7 separate regions of the Mus musculus genome follow, and all the other regions are linked to region 5. The links are chromatin contacts, called in public HiChIP or PLAC-seq and promoter capture Hi-C maps. All regions are on one chromosome and are shown on one strand. The core of a region is the stretch at or near the end of the contact, and the rest is flanking DNA. Distances in the headings are between cores, read along the strand shown. Region 1 holds the start of Trir (telomerase RNA component interacting RNase). Region 2 holds the start of Cyld (CYLD lysine 63 deubiquitinase). Region 3 holds the start of Fbxw9 (F-box and WD-40 domain protein 9). Region 4 holds the start of Snx20 (sorting nexin 20). Region 5 holds the start of N4bp1 (NEDD4 binding protein 1). Region 6 holds the start of Wdr83 (WD repeat domain containing 83). Region 7 holds the start of Hook2 (hook microtubule tethering protein 2).

What was found. Promoter capture Hi-C pulls out the DNA fragments that hold promoters and counts their contacts. HiChIP or PLAC-seq counts read pairs in DNA pulled down with a chosen protein or histone mark.
Region 1: a contact with region 5 is called in a promoter capture Hi-C map of pre-B cells. The contact joins the promoter of Trir here to the promoter of N4bp1 in region 5. A contact is called at or near these places in 5 of 39 promoter capture datasets (the C10 cell line, the HPC-7 cell line, embryonic stem cells and 2 more) and 3 of 115 datasets of contacts at active chromatin or transcription factors (astrocytes, large pre-B cells and microglia).
Region 2: a promoter capture Hi-C map of hematopoietic stem and progenitor cells shows a contact between it and region 5, with 2.1 times the contacts expected there. The contact joins the promoter of Cyld here to the promoter of N4bp1 in region 5. A contact is called at or near these places in 3 of 39 promoter capture datasets (erythroid cells, hematopoietic stem and progenitor cells and liver) and 1 of 484 Hi-C or Micro-C datasets (B cells).
Region 3: a contact with region 5 is called in a promoter capture Hi-C map of pre-B cells, with 5 times the contacts expected there. The contact joins the promoter of Fbxw9 here to the promoter of N4bp1 in region 5. A contact is called at or near these places in 2 of 39 promoter capture datasets (embryonic stem cells and pre-B cells) and 2 of 115 datasets of contacts at active chromatin or transcription factors (both in embryonic stem cells).
Region 4: an H3K27ac HiChIP or PLAC-seq map of bone marrow-derived dendritic cells shows a contact between it and region 5, with 7 times the contacts expected there. The contact joins the promoter of Snx20 here to the promoter of N4bp1 in region 5. A contact is called at or near these places in 1 of 39 promoter capture datasets (liver) and 1 of 115 datasets of contacts at active chromatin or transcription factors (bone marrow-derived dendritic cells).
Region 6: a contact with region 5 is called in a promoter capture Hi-C map of neutrophils, with 4 times the contacts expected there. The contact joins the promoter of Wdr83 here to the promoter of N4bp1 in region 5. A contact is called at or near these places in 9 of 39 promoter capture datasets (the 3T3-L1 cell line, 3T3-L1-derived adipocytes, embryonic stem cells and 5 more), 2 of 115 datasets of contacts at active chromatin or transcription factors (embryonic stem cells and large pre-B cells) and 1 of 9 other capture datasets (adipose tissue).
Region 7: a contact with region 5 is called in a promoter capture Hi-C map of neutrophils, with 4 times the contacts expected there. The contact joins the promoter of Hook2 here to the promoter of N4bp1 in region 5. A contact is called at or near these places in 5 of 39 promoter capture datasets (the C10 cell line, the HPC-7 cell line, embryonic stem cells and 2 more), 1 of 484 Hi-C or Micro-C datasets (the C2C12 cell line) and 2 of 115 datasets of contacts at active chromatin or transcription factors (bone marrow-derived dendritic cells and embryonic stem cells).

Annotation. Positions count from the first base shown.
Region 1 is chr8:85,025,573-85,028,575 of GRCm38.p6, forward strand. Trir (telomerase RNA component interacting RNase) reads left to right here and starts at 1,261. Exons shown (of 3, transcript NM_026760.3): 1 at 1,261-1,662. The coding sequence starts at 1,327.
Region 2 is chr8:88,695,273-88,698,358 of GRCm38.p6, forward strand. Cyld (CYLD lysine 63 deubiquitinase) reads left to right here and starts at 1,756. Exons shown (of 17, transcript NM_173369.3): 1 at 1,756-1,827.
Region 3 is chr8:85,058,844-85,061,806 of GRCm38.p6, forward strand. Fbxw9 (F-box and WD-40 domain protein 9) reads left to right here and starts at 1,276. Exons shown (of 10, transcript NM_026791.2): 1 at 1,276-1,693. The coding sequence starts at 1,285. It overlaps A230103J11Rik (RIKEN cDNA A230103J11 gene), which reads right to left and starts at 1,617. Exons shown (of 4, transcript NR_110582.1): 1 at 1,564-1,617.
Region 4 is chr8:88,634,653-88,637,607 of GRCm38.p6, forward strand. It overlaps Snx20 (sorting nexin 20), which reads right to left and starts at 1,476. Exons shown (of 4, transcript NM_027840.3): 1 at 1,334-1,476.
Region 5 is chr8:86,883,807-86,887,060 of GRCm38.p6, forward strand. It overlaps N4bp1 (NEDD4 binding protein 1), which reads right to left and starts at 1,452. Exons shown (of 7, transcript NM_030563.2): 1 at 1,016-1,452. The coding sequence starts at 1,213.
Region 6 is chr8:85,078,970-85,082,136 of GRCm38.p6, forward strand. Wdr83 (WD repeat domain containing 83) reads right to left here and starts at 1,777. Exons shown (of 9, transcript NM_026399.2): 1 at 1,544-1,777; 2 at 1,344-1,464; 3 at 1,151-1,256; 4 at 820-868; 5 at 612-738. The coding sequence starts at 1,646. It overlaps Wdr83os (WD repeat domain 83 opposite strand), which reads left to right and starts at 1,994. Exons shown (of 4, transcript NM_001001493.2): 1 at 1,994-2,094; 2 at 2,204-2,309; 3 at 2,808-2,905; 4 at 2,977-3,167. The coding sequence starts at 2,045. The coding sequence ends at 3,043.
Region 7 is chr8:84,989,073-84,992,002 of GRCm38.p6, forward strand. It overlaps Hook2 (hook microtubule tethering protein 2), which reads left to right and starts at 1,551. Exons shown (of 21, transcript NM_001372357.1): 1 at 1,551-1,680; 2 at 2,147-2,232; 3 at 2,305-2,377. The coding sequence starts at 1,636.

The DNA of each region.
Region 1 (3,003 bases), core at 11-2,510, 1.9 Mb before region 5:
TACTTCCACTAGTCACGCTCAAGTCCCTGCAGGCGTCAACCTCTCCTTAGCAACCAGGCAAACATCCTGGCCAAGCTTTTTGCGTGAAGTTAGAGCAGAGGTAGCTCTTGATTCCATAGGCTCAGTTTCCTGATTATCATTTCCCCCTTACTTTCTGTGTTGGACCTCAACATCTCTTCCGGTCCTCCAGTTACCCAGTTGGTTGTGAGCCACATGGTTTCTGTCGCAAACCAATTACGAACGAACTGGTTATTTGGCTGAGGGTCGATTAAAAGACTCCATTTGCTGCAGAGTATGCAGACTTTCCCCCTGTGTTCCCGGAACTCCCATGTTGGGCAGGAATGATTCCTGCAACAAGTCGTCCTTGTAGAAAGAACTTTAATTTCTGAAACTCTTATTGCGCTTGGCACTCTGCTTTCTCTCTGGGTGTGCTCCAAGTTCAGCAAATGCAATTTTAATCGAGTCCCTGTCCTTGGGAAAGAATACAAGGGTCCTTAGTCCCTTCATGCAGTACGCAGCTCAAAACATTAAGTCTTAGGTTCTCAGCCTGGAAATACGTTCGGCTTCATTTTAGTGCTCCAGCCTCTTTAAATACTAATCTCAGGCAGTGTCTAGCTGCACGCAGCCAGCGGTTTTCTTTCTTTCTTTCTTTCTTTTTGGTTTTTCGAGACAGGGTTTCTTTGTGTAGCCCTGGCTGTCCTGGAACTCACTTTGTAGACCAGGCTGGCCTCGAACTCAGAAATCCGCCTGCCTCTGCCTCCTGAGTGCTGGGATTAAAGGCGTGCGCCACCACGCCCCGCTGCCAGCGGTATTTTTATTTCAAGCTAAGAGATTAACTTCAGAGACAGATGTCAAACCTGGAGATGCTTCCATTCTAATAGGAGGTATCAAGTTAGATATGCTTTGTAGACCTAGTTAGGGGCCACACAAGTTCCCAAGGGACAATTGAAAACACAGGCTCCAAACAAGATCCGTTCAGTTACAGAGTTCTGGTGGCTGCCTGGGATTGTTCTCTTAGCCCTTACAGGGGGCCTGGGTCCCAAACGATGGTCCCATTCTCGGGGAGCTTCTGGCTGCTTAGCTAACTCGTATCTAGCAGGATTAGGGAACCGAGGACCAGAAGGAAAGGGACCGGCTTCTGGGCTCCATCGCCTGGTGGCCAGGTCAGAACCCTTTGGCCCCACCTAAGCTCCGCCCACTCTGCGTTGGCTTCTGGGTTCCGACCTCTCTTCCCAGCATGCATTGCTCCAGACGAAGCCAGTCCCGCGCCAAGCGCGCGGTCTGAGAGCCTTTCCCGACGTCCTTTGCACGGCATCTGGCCACAAAATGGCTGCCCGAGGGAGACGGGCGGAGCCTCCGGGTCGGGAGGCGCCCGGCCCGGCGGGCAGCGGCAGGAGCCGATGGGCTGAGTCGGGACCGGGAACGTCACCCGAGAGTGGGGACGACGAGGTGTCGGGCTCGAGTCCGGTGTCCAGCGGTGTGAACTTGTTTGCCAACGATGGCAGCTTCCTGGAGCTGTTCAAGCGGAAGATGGAGGAGGAGCAGCGGCAGCGGCAGGAGGAGCCACCCCCGGGCCCGCAGCGACCCGATCCACCGGCCTCCGCCGCGGCGGGCCCAGGGAATCCGAAGAGGAAGGGCGGCCCAGGCCCCACGCTCAGCTTCGTAAGGAGCCGCGGGGGTGGGGGCGGGCGCCGGGGCCCGCGTTGGCTGGGGGAGTCGGGCCCGGGAAGGGGCGTCATGGTCCAAGGCAGTCCTCCGCCCGGCTGCCTGGACGGTCCCGGTCGCTTGCTGAGAATCTCGAGCCTGGATTCCGGACCAGAGGTGTTTCTGGGCGGGAATGGGAATCCTTAGATCTCATTCGTGGGACCTGAGAACCGGGAAATTGCATTGGAAGCAGCGCTCTGGGGTTAGGGGGCCCTAGATGCTAGGATTCCCGTTTGATTTGTACCCAGACTTTGAATAGTGAGGCCCACATATAATGTGGGGGAAAAAGAGGAGACACATTTAAATCCCGAGTCTGCTGTAATCGTTAGACTCGACTCGGACCACGGACCGTAGCCGGGCGTGGTGGTACACGCCTTGTATTACAAGCACTCCGGATGCAAGAAGAGGAGAATTCGAAAAAGTGAGACCTTGTCCCAACTAAACAAAACCAACCAACCAATAACAAAAAGCAAATCACCGACTTTGTGGCCTTAGCAAGATCAATCGATTCCTTTCTTTATTATTTAACTAATGTCCATTTATTTAGCACCTTATCTTGTGCTGAGTATTTATTGGTGGTGTCTTTGACAGAAAAGAACGTTGTTTGTTTGGAGTGTGGGTGGCCTATCCTGATTTTCTGTAGTTCTAATAATTGAGATTTTGATGTATTTCATGAAGTGGTCCTAGGAAAGTCAGAACAGACTCTTAAAGAACAAGACCAGTGGTTCTCTACTGGGAGCAAGTCTCTTCATCCTCATGTATTTGGTAAAGTCTGTAGACATTTTGGTTGTCAAACTCTTAAGAGGAGATGCTAGTGACATCTATAGGTAGATAGCAGGGATGCTCTTCTGTATCCTATAACGCAAGGGATAACAAAGAATGATCTAGCTGAAAATGTCAAGTGTCATGTTGAGGAGCCTCGGGTTAAATAAGTTGGACATATACTCTGTTAGTTTTGAGCTTGCTTTGTCTCTGATGTTGAGACCTTGTAGTGGGGAGGAAGAAATGTTGGTTTGAGAATAACAGACTGTGGGTCAAATCTTGGATCCAGTTCTGTGGTTTGGGGTAAGGCTTAAGTTTGTTTAGGTCTTAAAAGGGGGTGTGTGTGAGCCTCCAAAGTGGCACATACATGGAATCCTAGCACTGTGGTGCTTGAGGCAGGAGGATTGCAGAGTCTGAACAAAGGTTACATTGTTTCTAAAAACAACACAGTGTGTGTGTGTGTGTGTGTGTGTGTGTGTGTGTGTGTGTGTGTGTGTCCAGTAGTGTGTGCCTGTAGTATCAGCTACTCAGGAGCTG
Region 2 (3,086 bases), core at 506-3,005, 1.8 Mb after region 5:
ATCTTGGATGAAGTCAGGCCCTTATCCTGATTCAGTGAGCATGTGTCAGCGGGGGTGGGGGTGGGGATAAGTGAGGTACATGGTTACTGATAGTGCAGTGGCAAACCCTACTGAAGCAGAGCATTCAACTATACAAGATGTCACTATCAGAAAGGACATAAAGATGCTTCAGCCAGGAGCGGCAAATCACATCTCCAGGAGCCTAAGGACAATGAGCATGAGAGAAAGGATCTGAGGAGAGAAAACAGAGTGGGGGAAGGACTCTGACAATCTGGAGAAAATAAGTCTGCTTGACCCACTAAAAGATTCCCAAGTCTACTTCCTCAACTCTGTCCTCTTCCTTGTTGGATGGGGCCAAGCAAAATGTTCTCCCACACAGCCAGATTGGATCTCTGAATCATGCCAGTGTCATGGGAGAATCCAGATCTATAGGGGAATGTTGTTGTCTAAGGCCACTGTGTGTCACTATTGATTTATATCATGTGGCTAGAGCTTGGGAAATTGGGAACAGGATATATGTATACCAGTGAAAGACAGGAAAGAGTTGAGGCTTCAGTTTTCAGAAGATACCAATTTCATCATGGTTGATTTCAGCAGGGAGAGGAGTTGTGAGTTAATACTGTTAGCAATCACCCATGTGTCTGTCTGCTTCTGTGTTAGTGGTTTTCATTGTTTGGATTTTCAGAAACATGGTAGTCTTCACTGGGGAAATTTGTGTCATGATTAAACACACACACACACACACACACACACACACACACACACACACACACACACACCCCTCCTTCTCAGTATTAATCACCTTCTCCCATAATTAGTAGTTAAAATGTCAAAGGAGAAGGAATTAATTAAGAGAACTATCCAGTGAAGCAAGTCATGTGCTGCCAGGCTCTGGGGCTGATTATAAAAAGAGTTTCTTTAAATATTTTGAACACTTTTGGGAGTCAGAATCCTTCCGTCTAATTGAAAGATCCTTCATTATACCCTTAATTCTGGCTGGTGGCCAGGGATGCAGTCCCGGGTAAGGTAGAGGGTGGAAAGCCTTTCTTTATCCTTAGGAGACTCTCTCCACCCTTGGAGAGGATGGCCACAGAAGTTTAAAAAAACAGCAGGTGTCCCAGACGCCATCTGAGGACAGAAAGAGCTTCAGTTTGTACAGAGTCTACTGTTAGGAGATACTATATAGCATTTCACAATAATCCGGTAAAACAGGTGGTACTAACACCTCCGTTCTACAGACGAGGAAATTGAGGCTTAGGATGGTTGGGAGTTCCCCGTGTTACATGTTGACAAACTGAGAAAGAAAACATTGACTCTAGGTGTAATTCTAAGCTTTGTTCTTTCAATGGAATTCTGAAAATTATTCTCAGTTCTTCTCTGGATCGCTTCCCACCCTAGTTTTGACAGCTAAGCCAAGAGACAAGACCCGCGCAAGGAGGGTGGAGCTAAGAGCACAGCGCCCCGCCCAGGCGTGGTTTCAGCCAATGGTGACATGACACTGGCGGCCTTTCGCCCAATCAGCCATCGCTCCTCGCCCCCACCCTTTCTCCTCTGCCCCGCCCCTTCGCTTTCCCTTTGCCTCCACCGAGCTTGACCGAGCGGAAAGTCCCTTCAGCCAGCACCCTGCCAGCAGCCATTGGAGGAAGGTCTGTTACAAGAAAACCCAATCAGAGCGCACGCAGGGTCGGATCTCTGAATACGATTGGCTAGCGCGGCATCTACCCTCTCCGCCTCCGCTCCTCCCTCCCCGCGGGCAGTTCGGAGGCGGGGCAGGTGGGGGCGGGCCCAGGTAGCAGGTTCGGCTGCGCGGGGGCCCGCGCGCCTGAGGTAAATACTGGGGTGGTGGGTGTGGGGCGCCCGGCCGGCCCGGGACGCTGGTTCTGAAGCCCGGGGCTGCGGCGCTGAGCGGCGGCCGAGGCGGGTGAGTGTGCGCGGCCGCGCGGCTGACGCTAGGTCCCCAGTGTTCCTGCTCTGCCTCAGGCGCCCTGAAGCGCGGAGGCGACCGTCGGGCCTCAGCGCCCGCCCGTTAGCTGCCCCGGGCCGACGAGCTTCTGACGTCAACCGCGGTTGTCACCTCCAGCCTGCCCGAGGGCTCCCGACTCGCGGGACTCCTGCACCACAGGGCTTGGGTAGGAGCAGTGCAGGACTCCGTCTTTCTCTCTGGCCCGCCGTCGTGGACAGATGGGGAAACTGAGGCCGGGACCCTGCCTGGCTCCCAACGGCTGCAGGAGGCAGGGAGAATCTCGGGTTATGGTACCTCACGTCTGTGCTGTTTTGTGGGGTGTTGGTGGCTCCGCTCCCGGAAGAGCAGTCTGGCCTCGCTAATGGCGTGTTCTGCTTTTTCTTTCAGTTTCTCTGGTCTGGAGGGAGGGGGGAGGAGAGAGGATGGTTTTGCACAGTTGTGTAGTTGGAAGGTGCATCCTGTTGAGACAGGTACCTTGTTTTTCCTTTTATTATTATGGTCAGCCTTGGAGGAGACCGCCAAGTCGCGAATGATCATGGTCTGGAACTGAGTTCATCTGGGTCAGCTGCCAGGTTATTCATGTCCTTGGCATCTTTTTCTATTCCACCCCTTGGCATTTGCATGTTTTAGGGGTTTGTCATCCTCTAGCCACCAAGCCTTGCAATCTCCCAACCCCCACTATCCCCGCCACCTTCCTCTTTTTGATTTTCCCTGGAAAGTTGTCTCCTTAGAGGAGCATTCATTCATACCTTGCTGTGGTGTGTGTGTGTGTGTGTGTGTGTGTGTCTGTGTGTGTCTGTGTTGGGGCTAATCAGGGATTCCTAATAAGATTGCTCATTTTTGTAATCATTGGCTCCAGAGAAGAATGCAGGCATCAAGAGGGCGTGCATTCAAACATCAGTCTCTTGCACACCCCCTCATACCTCAAGTAGGTTGAATGGCCCCAAGAATTTAGCCTGCTGCTCCCCGCTGGGTAGTGGGTGGATTTGCACTAGAACAGTATTGAAGGAAAGTGATTTGCTGGAAATTCTTAGTGAAGTTCATGTAATTTGAATGTTGACAGTACCCAGAACATTCTCTAATGTTCTGCTGCAAAATTTTAAGGTATTCTTTAAAAAAAAAA
Region 3 (2,963 bases), core at 26-2,525, 1.8 Mb before region 5:
ATCAGAGTTCCTAGACAATGGTCATTTGACCCCAAAATAAACTTAGGCGTGGAGCTTAACTGTTGAAGCCATGCAAAGTTGAAGACCTAAATTAGGATTGCCCACATCAGTGTTGGGCACAGGAGAGCAACTCCTGGTGAACAGAGACAGAAGGCTTCCTGAGGCTCACTGGCTGGCCAGCCAGTCTAGCTAAAAGTCATTAGTCAATAGCTGTTTCAAGATATAAGATGCCTGCTGTGAGAGTTGGCTCAGCACATAAAGATGTTTGCTGCCTGTTTACCTTAATTTGATTCCAGAACCTATGTAAAGGTGATGGAGAAGTGACTCCACAGAGTTGCTCTGATACATGTGACCTGTGGTGCACGGGAGCACACACAAAATTTAGGACAATAAACTAAGATGGAGATTGAAGAAGGCCTCCAACCATCTCAACCTCAGGCCTCCAAATGCGTACAAAGCATAAACTCCAGGGCTGAAACGGTCGATGGCCCATGGCTTAAGAGCACTTTAAGTGAGCGAGATAGGTGCCTTTCATTTCAACAGAGAGAGCAGAGGCAGGTCACCCACCGAATTAGAGGCCATCCTGGATTACTTGTCTAAAACAAAGCAGTTGGTCTTGGAGAAGATGAAAATTGGGTTTCTAGCATCCACAAGAGGTGATTGCCGACCTGTAAACCTAGCTTCAGGGGATTCCAAATATAAGAGTAGAAGCCGGATTAAAGGCGTGCCCACTGCCCGGGTTGAGGACCCAGTGACCATTTTTTTTTTTTAAGAATTATTTAGCTGGGTGGTGGTGGCACATGCCTTTAATCCCAGTACTCGGGAGGCAGAGGCAGGTGGATTTCTGAGTTCGAGGCCAGCCTGGTCTACAAAGTGAGTTCCAAGACAGCCAGGGCTATACAGAGAAACCCTGCCTTAAAAAAAAAAAAAAAAAAGGAGTAGAAATAAAAGATAAACGCCGGGCGTGGTGGTGCACGCCTTTAATCCCAGCACTCGGGAGGCAGAGGCAGGTGGATTTCTGAGTTCGAGGCCAGCCTGGCCTACAAAGTGAATTCCAGGACAGCCAGGGCTATACAGAGAAACCCTGTCTCGAAAAACCAAAAAAAAAAAAAAAAAAAAAAAACCATTCACACCCGCACAGGACTAGACGTCTGATTTCCAAGCAATATCTGGCAGGTGTTAGTCTCTGACGTCATCTAATGGGCGCCGGAAGTGATCTCGCGCTGCCTAGGAAACAAGACGCGGCTCTGGCTAAACCTGTACAGCCGCGCCCACCCGGGCGCCATGGATCTTTCCTCAGGGCGGAGTGGGGATCCTCGCTCTTGTGAGGAGGAATCTGACCCCGAGCCAGATCCCGACCCTGACACTCAAGCTGAGGCCTACGTAGCCCGTGTGCTTACCCCTCCCAAGCTTGGCCTGACCCCGCGGCGCTCGTCACTGCAGTCCATGTTCTCCGCGTCCCTAGGCGTGCCGGAGCGAAAGGCCGCCTCCAAAGTCCCGGCCGTGCGCCTACCGGGCCTCTTGAGCCTTCCCCCGGAGCTGCTGCTGGAGATCTGTGCCTACCTGGATGCGCGAGTCGTGCTTCAAGTCCTGCCGTGCGTGTGCCAAGCGTTGCACGACCTCGTGCGTGATCGTGTCACCTGGAGGCTACGCGCTCAGCGCCGCGTACGCGCACCCTACCCAGTGGTGGAAGGTATGCACATCCTTGGGAGACAGGAATTTTGGGGTGCTGCCTAATCCTTGTCGACCACAAGGCCACTTGGTTTCCTCAGGAAGTGCTCTGGACCTGGGATTTCTAAACTTAAAATCCAAAGATTTCCGGGTTTGCGCTTTGTTAGCACAAAGGCCCTAGCCCAAGAATTCCCAAGCTTTGGAAACAACTTGAGGCACAAGCAGCAACTAGCATAACAAAGCCTTTGACCCATGGAGTGTTGATCCAGGATTCGTTAAGAGGTTCTGAATTTCTAGACTCCCGATTGGGATCATTAATACCAGTAATCTTTCAGTTCTAGGTCTAGCCTGTCACCTTTTCTATTTTATTTTATTATTTTGGGGCAGGTTCTCATGTAGCTCCTTAGCCTTACAAGTGTTTGGGCTAGCCTTGTCATCTTTGCAGAGCTGTGTTGTTCCTTCTGCCCTTGAGGTCATTGGTTTCTGGAGGAAGAGACAACTTGAAATCGATGATTTTGAGTTTTTGCTGTTGCTTTTAAGGACAGAACTCAGGGCTTTGGCTATGCTAGGTAAATGCTTTATGACGTGTCCCATCCTCAGCATGTCTCGGACATGTTCCTGGTTCTGATATTGCTAGGTTCTCAGGCTCTTGATTCCTCTAATCTGGAAGAGTTTGATTCTTCTGCATTAGGGAGTTGCCCTCCAACCCCGAGTCAGATTTACAAACAGCTTTGATAAAACAGGTGCTTGGACCTCCTCCAGACCATTGAATGGCTGACCTGAGGTTTAGATTCTGACTTGGGAGGGGGCAGGAAGAGCGACTAGGGATAACTTAGGTAAGTTCTCTACTGCCGAGCCATATTTCCCACCCCTTGGCTTCTGTGTCTTGATGTGGCTTCCTGGTTTATAGTTAGAAGGATTTTTTTTTAATTTTTAATTTTTTGTTTTTTGAGACAGGGTTTCTCTGTGTAGCCCTGGCTGTCCTGGAACTCACTCTGTAGACCAGGCTGGCCTCAAACTCAGAACTCCGCCTGTCTCTGCCTCCCAAGTGCTGGGACTAAAGGCGTGCGCCACCACTGCTTGGGTAGTTAGAAGTTTTAACCACTGTGTCCCTGGATCTAAACCCAGAAGAGTTGGTTAATCTTGAGGCCCCTGGGGAGAATTGAGAGAGAAATTACTGTCACCTGGGCTAGGGTTTGAGAATGAAGCCTGTAAAAATGTTAGTCTCGGTTTCTTAGAGCTGGGGTAAATATTCTTAGTTCTGCATGGGAGATGGGTGGTCAGGTAGCCTG
Region 4 (2,955 bases), core at 226-2,725, 1.8 Mb after region 5:
ACCATTCAAAAACTGGCATGAAACCGAGGCTTAGAATAAAACTCAAAGCCACAACCAAAGCTGTTCCTGTCCTCTTACAGGACAGGCTGGGAGTGACCCATTTAAAGACAAGTAGATAAAGATGATATGTTGACAGTTTCCCAAACACATCCAAGCCTCAGTTTCCCCCTGTGGGCAATTGATCCTTTTGCTAAGCTCCTTGGTTTTTTGTTTTTTTAGTTTTTTGAGACAGAGTTTCTCTGTATAGCCCTGGCTGTCCTGGAACTCACTCTGTAGACCAGGCTGGCCTCGAACTCAGAAATCTGCCTGCCTCTGCCTCCCAAGTGCTGGGATCAAAGGCCTGCGCCACTACGCCCAGCTGCTAAGCTCCTTGGGGACAGAGGGTTCTGAGGGCTGCCTTATCACTCCACACCCTCAGTGGGAAAGATTTCTAGCCATCAGAACAAAGCACTGCAGATGTTGGGACTGGACTTGGCCCAGAGGACAGAGCAGAGTCGCAGGCTCCCACCCCTCCACCCCTTACTATCTTCTGTGCATGACAATCTTCATTTTCCGGGAGCCTTGGCTCTTGTTCCCCACTTCAAGGGGCCCTGCCCTCTTCAGTCCTCCTCCTTCATACACAGGGCCACTTGTAGAGCCGAGGCCACCTTTCTCGGGGGCAGGGGGAAGGTTGTGGGGGGTGGCTAATGAAAATCTGGTAGAATATAGTAAAAGCCCTTGCCCATAAGACAGAAGAACTGAGAGGCACCCATTCAAAGAGGAGGAGGAAGGAAGGAAAGGAAGGACAGGGAGCGGCAGCCCTGGCTGCGGGAGTTTGAGTTTAAGTCTCCTTTCTTTGTAGGGCAGCCTCCTCAGGTCTCCATTGAAGGGCCAGCCAAGGCTCCACCTGCCCTGAGCACCATGGGACCCCTGGGTGCTTCTCTGTGGAGCTTGCCGCTGGAAGCGCTCTCAGTTGGGTGTGCACATCAGAATCCCCACTGGGACTGGGGAGAGGAAGTGTTAGGAGCTCTAAGGCAAGCAGGCTGCCTACCCCACAACACCCAGACAGAGCTGGGGTGGGCTCCGGATTCTTACTCGGCTACAGGGTCCACCCTTTGAGAAATACAAGCCTGGACTTGTTCCCAGGAACAGGACCAGTGCCTGGCATTGCAAAAGGAGTCAGGCTTAGAGGTTGGAGGTGGGTTTGGCCCCAGTTTCTAAGGACAGCCCATACTCTCACCACCCTTGGTCCCTCCTAACCAGTACCCAGGGAGTTCCTAGAGGGCCTCTCAAGGACATCACTGGGTCTCAGGGCGCAGAAGCCAGCTACGCTTGGGGTCAAACACTGACTGACCTGGGATCTTCAGGCTTTGTGGGTTCGGGGTCCAGGAGAGTCACATGCCCCAGTCCGATCTCTTTTTGCAAGGTCCAACTAGATGGCTGAATGTCTGCCGCAATCCTGAGTTCTCCTTTTGAAAACAGGAAATGGGCTGAGTGATCTCCTTCAGGGGCCCCAGCTTATTGGTTGCTGAAAGATGTACATTGAACCTCCTAGACAAATATCTGCAGTACATCATACAGGCCACGTGGGTCAAGGCCACCAACAGGAGGACAGTTTAACTTCACAGCAGCTTTAAGCAGCTTGATACGTATTAGACACCCGAACGATAGCTGGCATTTGGAGAATTCATTTCAAAGTCCTTTGTTTTAGTCCTTTTCTGTGGCAATGACAGAAGACGATAAACTGAAGGAAAAAAAATCACACACACGAAAGTTTATTTAGTTTATAGCTCTGGATCCGGAACATGCAAGAGCACACTGGTAGTGTCTGTGAGGGCTGTCCTGCCGCATGTGACATGCCATGGTAGGAGGTGGACAGACAAGAGAAAGCTTACCTTATGCACCCCAGTTTCACAGTTACAGCATAAATCCCTTTATGAAGACTGTCCTTATGACAGTCAACTCTCAGAAGACCCTACCTCCCAAACCCATTATGTTAGGGATCTCAGTCTAACATGAGGATTTGGGGATACATTCTTTTAATAGTTATTATCCTAGCTATGAGCTAGGCATAATGGGGCCCTTCGTGTTCTGTTGACAAGCTGGAGAACTGAGGTTTGGTGCATGGAGCTGGTGGGATGCGGAGCCAGTGCCTGACACAGAAAGGTCATGGGATAGGCTAGGGTACGGCCCAGGTGGACATCTTGCACTCCCCTGGCTGTGAATGAGCCAGGCTGTACCTTCTCTACCCTTGGCATGGCTAATACTTCTTGAAGCCATTCTACAGTGTGGGCAGGGGTGTCACCTCATAGCTTACAACACTGGGTCCCACAAAGGATAATTATGGTAGACATTTTACAGGCTTATTTCCCACCCATCTCTTCTCCGTTGGAGTCCATTGCCTTCTTTGTCTTTTATCGAATTGCGTTAATGGCTGAAGATAGGCCGAGAGGGTTCCTTTGGGTACATGTGCTTCTTAATCTCTTTTTCCTCCCGAGGCTCACATTTGCACTGAAAGGATCTTGTGATGAATAGATGCTGTCTACCATGCTCAACTAAATCAATCTTGCTTTTCACTGTCACAGAGGTTTCGCCCTCATTTGCATCTGCTTCAACCCCACAGGCCCTCAGGAAGCTTATGATGAGTCAAGGTGTACAGAACACTTAATGGTGTCATGCTGAGCGTGTGAGGCTGGCAACTGAGGGCATACTAAAATCCTCATCGTTTGCCTTTCTGCTCAGGACTCTGTACAACATCCTGCCTCTCTGCACCACCATCACTATCATACCAAGAACACACATATCCATAAGAATTTGGTTTTGGCAAGAGCTTGAGAGAACTACTGTGCATGGCGTGCCTCTGGCTAGCCAGTCCCAGCTGCAAGGGCCGGATCTCATTTGCCTCTGCCTCGTGTTGCCTGGCAGAGGGCCTAGTGTGGTAAAGAGACAAGAGGTTGCAGAGAGGTGTGTGCCTCT
Region 5 (3,254 bases), core at 202-2,701:
ATGTGGTTTCTAGAAACAAATTCTGGTGCCTGATAGGTGGAAGAGTTTGGGAAAAGGTGGGTAGAAGATGTTCAGGAAGCTCCAAACAGGGGGCTTTAAGACATTGGTGACTTCAAACCAAGAGGGGCAGAGAGGGGCATTCTCCTAAGTTCCCAGATCTGACCCTCGAAACACCAAAGAGGAAACAATACCTTATTCCTCAACTTCCTACTCCTCCCCGGGAGCTTAAGATGCTATACAATACACCTTCAGCCTTCTCCCACCCACGGCTTGGAGGACTCTCTTGCATAGAAGCAATTAAATTGCCCGTTCTCCTGGCAACCTGTCGACTAACCTGGCTATTTCACTGACTCAATGAGATTTTAGAGGCATAAGCGCCTCCGCGGTCAAATTTTGCTGTTTTCTGACAAGGGGGAGGGGCTGATGGCGGTGCTGAATCTGAAATACTGATTATACACAAGGTGAGTCACCGCTTAGTTTCAGTTTCTCCAGTTGTTCATTTAATAGAAGGAACAAGCCCTATCAAAACGTATTCGCCGGATTTTTAAAGCCTGCGTATTCCTTTTGTGGTACTCGGCGGAATGTCAGAAGTGTAACAACCATCATTTAATCGTAGAACACCAACACTACAGGAATAATATTTTTAACGCAGCTACCAAATATTCTACCTCTGAAGCGTCTGGTCATTACATGCGTTCCCTTCCTGATTTCCTAGAGGTTCAGGCCTAAGATTCCCAAAGGGTTTAGAAGCCCTGGAGTGGCGGCCTGGAGGGTGAAGACCAACCAGGAGCATCGAGCCTTGCGCACATCCAAGGGACCAGCGGACGGAGGGAGCGCGAGCCCGCTCAGCGCGCGTGCTCCGGGGCCTGATGGCTCTGCGTTCTGCGCACTTCGCGAGGGACCAGTCAGGGAGATGCTTTCGCAGCGCCCTTTACAAACAGGGACCCCGAGGCTCCCAGGACGGACCCGCTCCGAGCGCCCCGCGCGCGGCCCGTGCGAGCCAGGCCGGACTCACCTTGGCGCTGTGCACCGCCTCCTGCGCGCCGCGGAGTTGCAGCCAGATACGCGCGGGCAGCGGCTCCTCCGCCCCGAGGGCGCCGAGCACGGCCAAGCCCACCCCGAACAGAGCCTCGATGCGCCCGCGGCTCCGCTCCAGCAGCGCCGCCTTCTCCGCGGGCGCCGTGAACTCATCCAGCACCACCCGGGCCGCCATGGCGGGCGCGGCCTCCCGGGGCGCCGGGGGCCAGCGGCGGCGACGCCCCCTCAGCGTGCCGCCGCTGCACCGAGCCGCTCAGGAGGCGTGGGCCGTGCCGGCCTCCTCGCCCGCCCGCAGGCCCCGCTACACCATCACGACACGGCCGCCGCAGCTTAGCAACTGCGGGCAGAGACTCCCCGCCACCCCGCTGCCCCGCTGCCCCGCTGCCCCGCCACGGCCGCCGCCGCCGCCGCCACAGCCGCCACGCATGCGCTCAGCCCGCCGCCGTTGTGGAAACTCGCCGCCCCGTCGCGAAGGGTGCGTTGGTAGGCTGAGGGCAACGGAAGTCGACGCCACACGCTGTCACCATGTTGACCGTGGGCAAGCGTCGGCAGGCGAGGCCTGGGCGGCCATATTTGATAAGGGCCTGATGCCTTTGGGCATCTAGTAGAAGGATTTTACATTGATAGGCAAATGGTGATTCTTTTCCTTCTTTTTACTTCCTTCCTTTCCCCTTTTTACTTACTTCAGAAAAAAAAGAAAAATCGTAACAGGAAAAGAAAATGGGACAACCAGTAAAGAATTAAAAGGCCAAATTGCTGGTCTAGTGTCAATTACTGTCATCCCACTGGGGTGGGAGAATGAGGTAGGCAGATAGTCATTTGCTGAAGGCAAGCCTGAGCTACATAATTCCAAACCAGTTTGAGCTATAAAGTGAAACCTTGTCTCAAAAACCAAACAAGAGCTGTTTCGGTGGAGTGCTTATTGGGTATCATAAGGACTGGGAGTTTGATTTGGCTATCATCACTCCAGGAAAGAGAACAGATCTTCAACCCCAGCTCCAGCTGAGACCTGAGGGCTTGCTGGCTTGCAGCTTAGCTAACAAAAGGCAAAAGGGGAGCCACAGATCCAGGGAGAAACTCAATCTTAAAGGAGTAGATGACATTGTAGAGGAGATCACCCAAAGGCCCCTCTGGCCTCTGCTTAGAGAGAGAGGTGCTTACCATCACACACTTATGCCCATACATTCCACACAAGTATATGCATAACTCTAAAATAAATCTATTTTTTAAAAAGTTGGGCATGGTGTCATAAGCCTAAAATTGTGGTAGCACTTAGATAGTTGAGACCAGAGTCAATCAAACAAAAAACCAAATACCTTCTTCTAATGGCGTGGCCAAGTGAGCAGTTTCTTTACTGTACCTCTGGCATACAGGAAAGGGGAAAGGCAATTTCAGTAGAGTTATGTGTGTTATGTGAGGGGCAAAAATAATAGGGATCATACTGTGGGACTAGGGCAAATAAACCAAACCCTTCTTCTGGCCTGTGTTTCTGTTAAGTCAAAGGCATCACTTGATTCCAATGCTTCCCAGATGTAAGCTTTCTTCTTCTTTTTAATTATTTATTCACTTTATGTATATGAGTACACTGTAGCTGTCTTTGGACACACCAGAAGAGGGCATTGAATCCCACTACAGATGGTTGTGAGCCACCGTGTGGTTGCTGGGAGTTGAACTCAGGACCTCTGGAAGAGCAGTCAATGCTTTATAAACCACCAAACTATCTCTCCAGCCTGACATAAGTTTTCTTGAATCCTTAAAAACAAATTGTGAAAGATAAAGTATTGGTTTCTGTAGCTGGTTTTTGCTACTTTATGGGTTCTTCTTTCTCCCACACTTTATCCCCCTACCCCAGTTTCACTCCCTATCACGAGGTAGGAGAGAAAGAAGGGTAGAGGAGAGAGAGGGAGAGAGATTTCTGAACCTAATTTCTTCCCTTTTGTTCCTTCTTTGAGAATGACTACTAAGAAACAGTAACCAACCCTACCTATTGGGGCTCCAGCACTTATATACCCTCTGGAAAGTTCCCAGAAGTCCAAACAGTTGCAGAAACTATCTGCAGCTGGCAAAGCCATGCCTCTATTAGAGCACGAGGCAAATCATAGTCAGCTGCTGCAGACGGTCTTAAGCAGCCCCATATCCCACACCTGGGATTAAAACAGAAACACATTCTTAGAATATTTCTGTGTTTTAGAAGAAACTAAAATTCCAGATTCTCA
Region 6 (3,167 bases), core at 527-3,026, 1.8 Mb before region 5:
TGACGTCTCAGGCAACTAATTGTAAGTCATCACGTGGGTGCTGAGAATTGAAGCTAGATTTCTTTGGAAGAGCAGCCAGTGCTTTTTAACCACTAAGCTATCTCTCCAGCCCCCATGTCTTTGACCTTTTGGGACACTTATTTTGATTTATAGGATGAAGTGTTGCCTCGTTATCTGAGTTGGGCCAGGCTTTGAGGTGTATACCTACAATTGCAGCTTTTGGAAAGCCAGCCTGGACTGTATAGTGAGTTCCAGGACAGAATGTGTCTCTGTCAGAAAAACAAAAAGACATCTAGGCTGGAATTCAGTATTTGTGTGTGTGTGTGTGTGTGTGTGTGTGTGTGTGTGTGTGTGTGTGTGTGTGTGTGTGTTAGTTGTTGTTTTGAGACAGGGTTTCCCTACATAGCCCTGACTACTTGGAGATCCAAGGCCTCTGCCACCATGCCCTTCACGGCTCATTCTGATACTCAGCACTTGGGAGGTAGAGGCAAGAGGATTAGGAATTAAAGACCGCCTTGGATTACAAAAGACCCTGACTCAAAAGACCAAACCATGGCCACTATGACCTCCAGTGGCACCAGGGCAAGGAGTGTGGCCCTGGACTCACTCACCCTGCCAAGATCTCATGGTCTGACACCTTTACACTGGATATGCCGTCTCTAGCTTCATCTAGTGTTTGCACCGGCTCAGGCTTCCGAGAACGACAATCCCAACATCGGACACTGGAATCGATAGAACCTGTAAGGTCAATGTGAAGATGAGGTCAGGTTTGGGTCTCTGGGCAGCGGGCAGTTTCTAGCTGTCCAGACCTAGACTCACCAGACAGGATGACTGTAGCCTCTTCATTAAACTGAACGGTGTTCACCTTCTGAGAATCAGGAATTACCAATTTAGAGGAGTGAGGCTTTGGAGGATTGGGATTAAGGCAAGGCTCTCAGTGCATGTTAAAGCAAGGGCACATGTTATAGGTAGGGAAGGTGAAAGGTTCTAGGGAAACTGGAAGGAAGACAGTGCTTGGTGGCTGTCACGGTATACTAGATGGGCACAATGGGGGAAGACTGTGATGGAAGGATCTTCCTCGTACCACCTACGGGCTAATATGGATCTCCACAATGCACACGTTAACGAGGGTCTTCTCGCTTGTACTCACTCCAGCGTGGCCCCGAAATTTGCGCACGACCTGCCCAGTTGCTACATCCCACAGCACCACCGTCTTGTCCCCGCCACCAGAACAGAGATGGCTGTTATCAAAGGAGCTGGAGGACAGGGAAAAGAAGGTCAATATCCACTCACGACCCTAGCTAGCCTCTGCGCTCCTTATTCCAGCCTAGCCCGGAGCTCACCCAGCCGCATCTAGCACTTCGTAGCCGTGGCCACTGTAGGTCCGCAGCAGCGTCCCACGCAGCGGGTTCCACAGCTTTAGGGTTTTATCGCTGCCGCACGTCAGGCAGTAGTTGCCGTCCACTGGGGAACAAAGGGCAGGGGTTACGGGACCGCCGGTCTCGGGTGGAGGGACGCCCGGGAGGAAGGCGAAGGCGCTTACCATTAAATCGCACGGCTCGCACCGCGCCCTGGCTGCAGTCCAGCGTCTTCATCCGTTTCTGCGGCAGCTCCGGTGCCCGCGGCTTTGGCTCGGGAAAAGCCATACTTTTAAATGCATCAGTCCGCTGCCTGCTTTACTGCTGATGTATTGAGACCACCGTCCTCCCAAGCTTTCAAAGAGACTTGCTCGAGTGTAACATTATTATTGTCCCCCAGGATTTATTTCCTGCTTTGCACTTCCGTGCAAAATTTCAGCGCGTTAATGACAGTTTTGGGGATACTGAAAAGTCCTTTCAGTTTTTTTTCCCTAGACTTCCTACTTTCCAGGAACTGTTTTGGCCTTTTCTCATTCTCCTTTTTCTGGCTGAGAGTCGTCCCTCTCACTGCTATTGGGAACAGAAGCGCTGGCTACTGGTGTTACTCTAAAAGCCATCCTTCATTCCCACGCCCGGAAGTTGCTCTTCTAGCTGTGAAAGAAGGACGGCGTGGTCTTCAGTTTGCTATGTCCACTAACAATATGTCCGACCCACGAAGGCCCAACAAAGTGCTGAGGTGAGCAGTCCAGCAAGTCATGGCAAGGCGTCTTTGGTTGTGGCCGTGGGTCATGGCTAAGGTGGCCCAGGTGGGACTTGATCGCTCCTGATCCTTGAACATGTCGCAGGTATAAGCCTCCCCCGAGTGAGTGCAACCCGGCTTTAGACGACCCGACTCCGGACTACATGAATCTTCTTGGCATGATCTTCAGCATGTGTGGCCTCATGCTTAAGGTGGGTGGGGATGAACCTCCCTGAGTGTCTGTTGGTCCGCCTGAAACTGAGGTCTGGGGTGGGTTCAGAAAGAGGCGGGTCCTCTGGCTGTGCTAGAGGTGGGGAAGGGGGTGAGGTCAGCTAGGGGTGGAGCTAGGGTGACGCCCCAAACGTAGGGGAAGTTGGGCTTGCACTTGACTTGTACACTGCCTAGCGGGGTCTGAGGGTGGAGCCTAACTTAGGCAAGTTACAGACGACTTGTGGAAAAGAGGCCGGGAGGGTCCTTAGCATGTGGGAATGTTAGAGCAGTCTGAGAGGATGCGGTAGGGTGAGAGGTGCAGGACACACATTGGCATCAGAAGCCTGCTGCTTCGAGTAGGCTCTGAGGGTTGGTGTTGAGGTGCTTCCCCGGGAACAAGGTCCGAGCTGCAGGTAGAACCTGATATCTGAGGACCTTGGTGGTGGGAGCTCCTTGGTATACTTGTCACTGACCCGGTCTTCTCACCCACCTTTCTTCAGCTGAAGTGGTGTGCTTGGGTTGCTGTCTACTGCTCCTTTATCAGCTTTGCCAACTCGCGGAGCTCGGAGGACACTAAGCAGATGATGAGTAGCTTCATGTGAGGATGCTGAATAAGGGGATGGGGTCCCATGCGTGCTCCCCAGCACTGACAGCTCTTTTCCATCTCAGGCTCTCTATCTCCGCCGTGGTGATGTCCTATCTGCAGAATCCTCAGCCCATGACGCCTCCCTGGTGATGCCACCTAGGAGGGTTGGATCCTGGACTCAGGCCCACCTTCTCTCTGGCCTAGCCTTTGGCTGCCTCCGCCCTCCCTCAGCTGCTGTCCTAAACTTTCCTGAGTGTGGTCTCTGGGCTCCCAG
Region 7 (2,930 bases), core at 301-2,800, 1.9 Mb before region 5:
AATGTCACACATTCTTTTAACAATCATGGTTCCTGGTAACAGTGTGTTTGTGTGTAGGACAGCACAGCTTTGTTTCCACTGTGGGGCATCAACTCTGGTGGATGTGGGATGGGGGAGCCAGTTGGCAGGCCCCATGCCCAGTCCAGTCTGGAAGCACACTCCCTTCTATACCTTTCCACAGGGTCTCAGGGACTGGAATCAGGAAAACAAGGCGTGAGGGTCTGTGGAAGTGTGAATCAGCCTCCAAGGCTCTCTGGTGTGTGCAGCTGAGAGTTTGAGTGGGTTGCAACCGAGTGTCTGTAGTAGATTAACAACTCTAGTAAGATAGAGGGCGGGTGGCTGATGTCGCTGGGCTCACCCAACCAGGACAGGGTCGCTGGACTGGATCCCGGCTCATTGCCTGGATGGAAGCAGAACATTATCCCCCTCCGAACTGAACCCGCCCCAAAGCAGAGCCGGCTCCACTCCTCCCTCTGGGCACATTTAATAGCCTCTAATTACAGCACATTACCCCACCCGCCAGAGAGGGGAGGGGCTACTAGTGGACCCAGGGGTCAAAGGGCGTGGTCTGGGCTTTACCCCTGGCGTCAAAGCCCGTGTACTTTGTAGCCGCTGTTTACTCATTTGCAAAGCGGCGGATTAAAAAAAAATTAAATAAAAAAATTAAATAATACAGTTTCTAAAATTAAGAAACAAAACCTGGGAATTAAAGTAGCCCTTGTCTCCTAGGGTCGTGGAAAACATTCAATTGTCTGTAGATATATAGCTTATTGTAAAGTCTGAAAACAGTAAGCACTCCACAAATGATGTCTTGAGACTTTATTGTCAAAAAATTCTAAGCTCTCTGCGCTCCCCTAAACCGGCTCAACCGGTGGACGCACCCTTTTCCCAGAAGGATGCGTTCCTACGTTCTGCGCGCCCCCTGGTGGGCTTCAGATCACCCGCAGCTTTGGCCAGGTCGAGTGTTTTTTAGGGCAGGAAGGTGCTCAAAGCACCCGGGGCCGGGAAGGAGCAGAGTAGCTCGCAGGAAAGAGACCCCGGGCTGGGCAAGTGCTATGTCCTTTACTCAGGACATACTTGACCCTTCCTGCTCCCAACCATACCCGAGTTTTCAGAAGGACTCCAGCCAGAATCACTTCTCTGGGGAAGACGCTTTTAAGATCCTCTCACTCCACGACTACAGGATTTATAATTATTCTCTGCGCCCACATTAAGAAAGGCTCAGATCATAACGCGGCTAAACCGGAGGATTTCTTTCAGCTTTGGGGGGGAACCATTAAAGTGCCTGTGAAACTGGGTGCGGTAGATCCGCCTTAAAAGGATCTTGAGGACCACTCCACTACATAAAGAGAAGCCGCGAGGAGTGGAGGTCACCAGCAGCAGGACTGAGCCAGACTGACACCTAGCGGCAGAATGTGCACTTGCCTATGTCCCGCATCTAAGATGGCGAGGCAAGTGTTTGCAATGGGAGATCACGTGTCTGGGGCGGAGCCTATGGCTAGGGGGCGGGGTGGAGCGGGGCGGCGCTCTAGGCCGAGCGGGAGGTCTGGGCTTCGGGCGCTCGCTGGTGGCGGACCCGGAGGCTGCTGCTGCGTGCCGGGGCTCCTTGGCCCGGATCGAATTCGATCCGGAGCCATGAGTGTGGACAAGGCCGAGCTATGCGGGTCTCTGCTCACCTGGGTAGGTCGGGGGGCGGGGCTGGGTCAGGTGTGCGCCCTCTCCTCTCGTCCTGTCTTGGTCTTCTTTCCTCGGTTTTGGACCTGGAAGGAGGAATAGATCGTAGGCTTGCTGGGCCGTTGGACTCTGACCTGACCACCTGCGTCTGTCACGTGGGCAGGCCTGAGCGAAAAGACCAGGTGAGGCCACGCCCCTCTGGAGGGCACAGGCCTGGTCACATGTTAGCAGTGGGGACCAGGTGACTGGTGGTAACGCCCTGACCTAGGTTTGCAGGGTTTGCCAGGATAGGTAAAATGAAGCCACGCCCCGTCCTTGCCTAGGCGTGTAGAAGTCACGCCCCCGAAGATGTGATATGTTGGTGCTACAGGCTAATGCCTTTCTAACCCCGTGAAATGTCTGATGGCTGGGGAAAAAGTCTGCAATTCCAGGTCCTCAATTTTCCTGTTGCCCTTCCGTCTTCCCCCTTTAGTTGCAGACGTTCCAAGTTTCACCCCCCTGTGCCAGTCCCCAGGACCTGAGCAGCGGACTCGCCATAGCCCATGTGCTGAATCAGATGTGAGTGTGGCGGCTGAGTGGGAGGATCCTGAAGGGCTCCCCAGCCTGCTCATCCCATCTTTCTGCCCCTAGAGACCCTTCCTGGTTCAACAACGAATGGCTCCAGGGCATCTCAGAGGACTCAAGCCCCAGCTGGAGGTTGAAGGTGACAGGTGGACTCATGACTAGGGAATAACTAGAGGACTTAAGGAGGTGAAGGCAAAGGGAAAGCTAGATACATGTCCTGTGCGATGGACAGGCAGTCTTGTCAGGAAGAGAGCCAGATGTCTGGTGATCAGCAAGCTATTTTTGTTTATATTGAGCACCCACAATAGGACAAAAAAACTTGCCACCATTCTTATGATGTGGGCAAAAGCACACACACAACACATGTTAACTTCCAAGAGGTGTGCTGGCAAATGCTTGTAATCCCAGCTATGGTGGTGTGTTAATACAGGAGGGTGGTAAACCATCCATCATCCCGTCTCAAAACCTTTAAAAGGCCAGGGATATAGTTGGCAAAAGAGAATTTGCTCACCCTACACAAGGTCCTGAGTTCAATCCCAAGTAGCAGGGTATGCTGGGTGGGGGGTGGGAGGGGGGATGGGCAGGGGTAGCCAGACCATGTGGCACACATGGAGTCCCAGTACTTAGCAAGCCAGAGGATCAGGACATCAAGGTTATCTTGGGTGGCTACACAGTAAGTTAGAACTCATTCT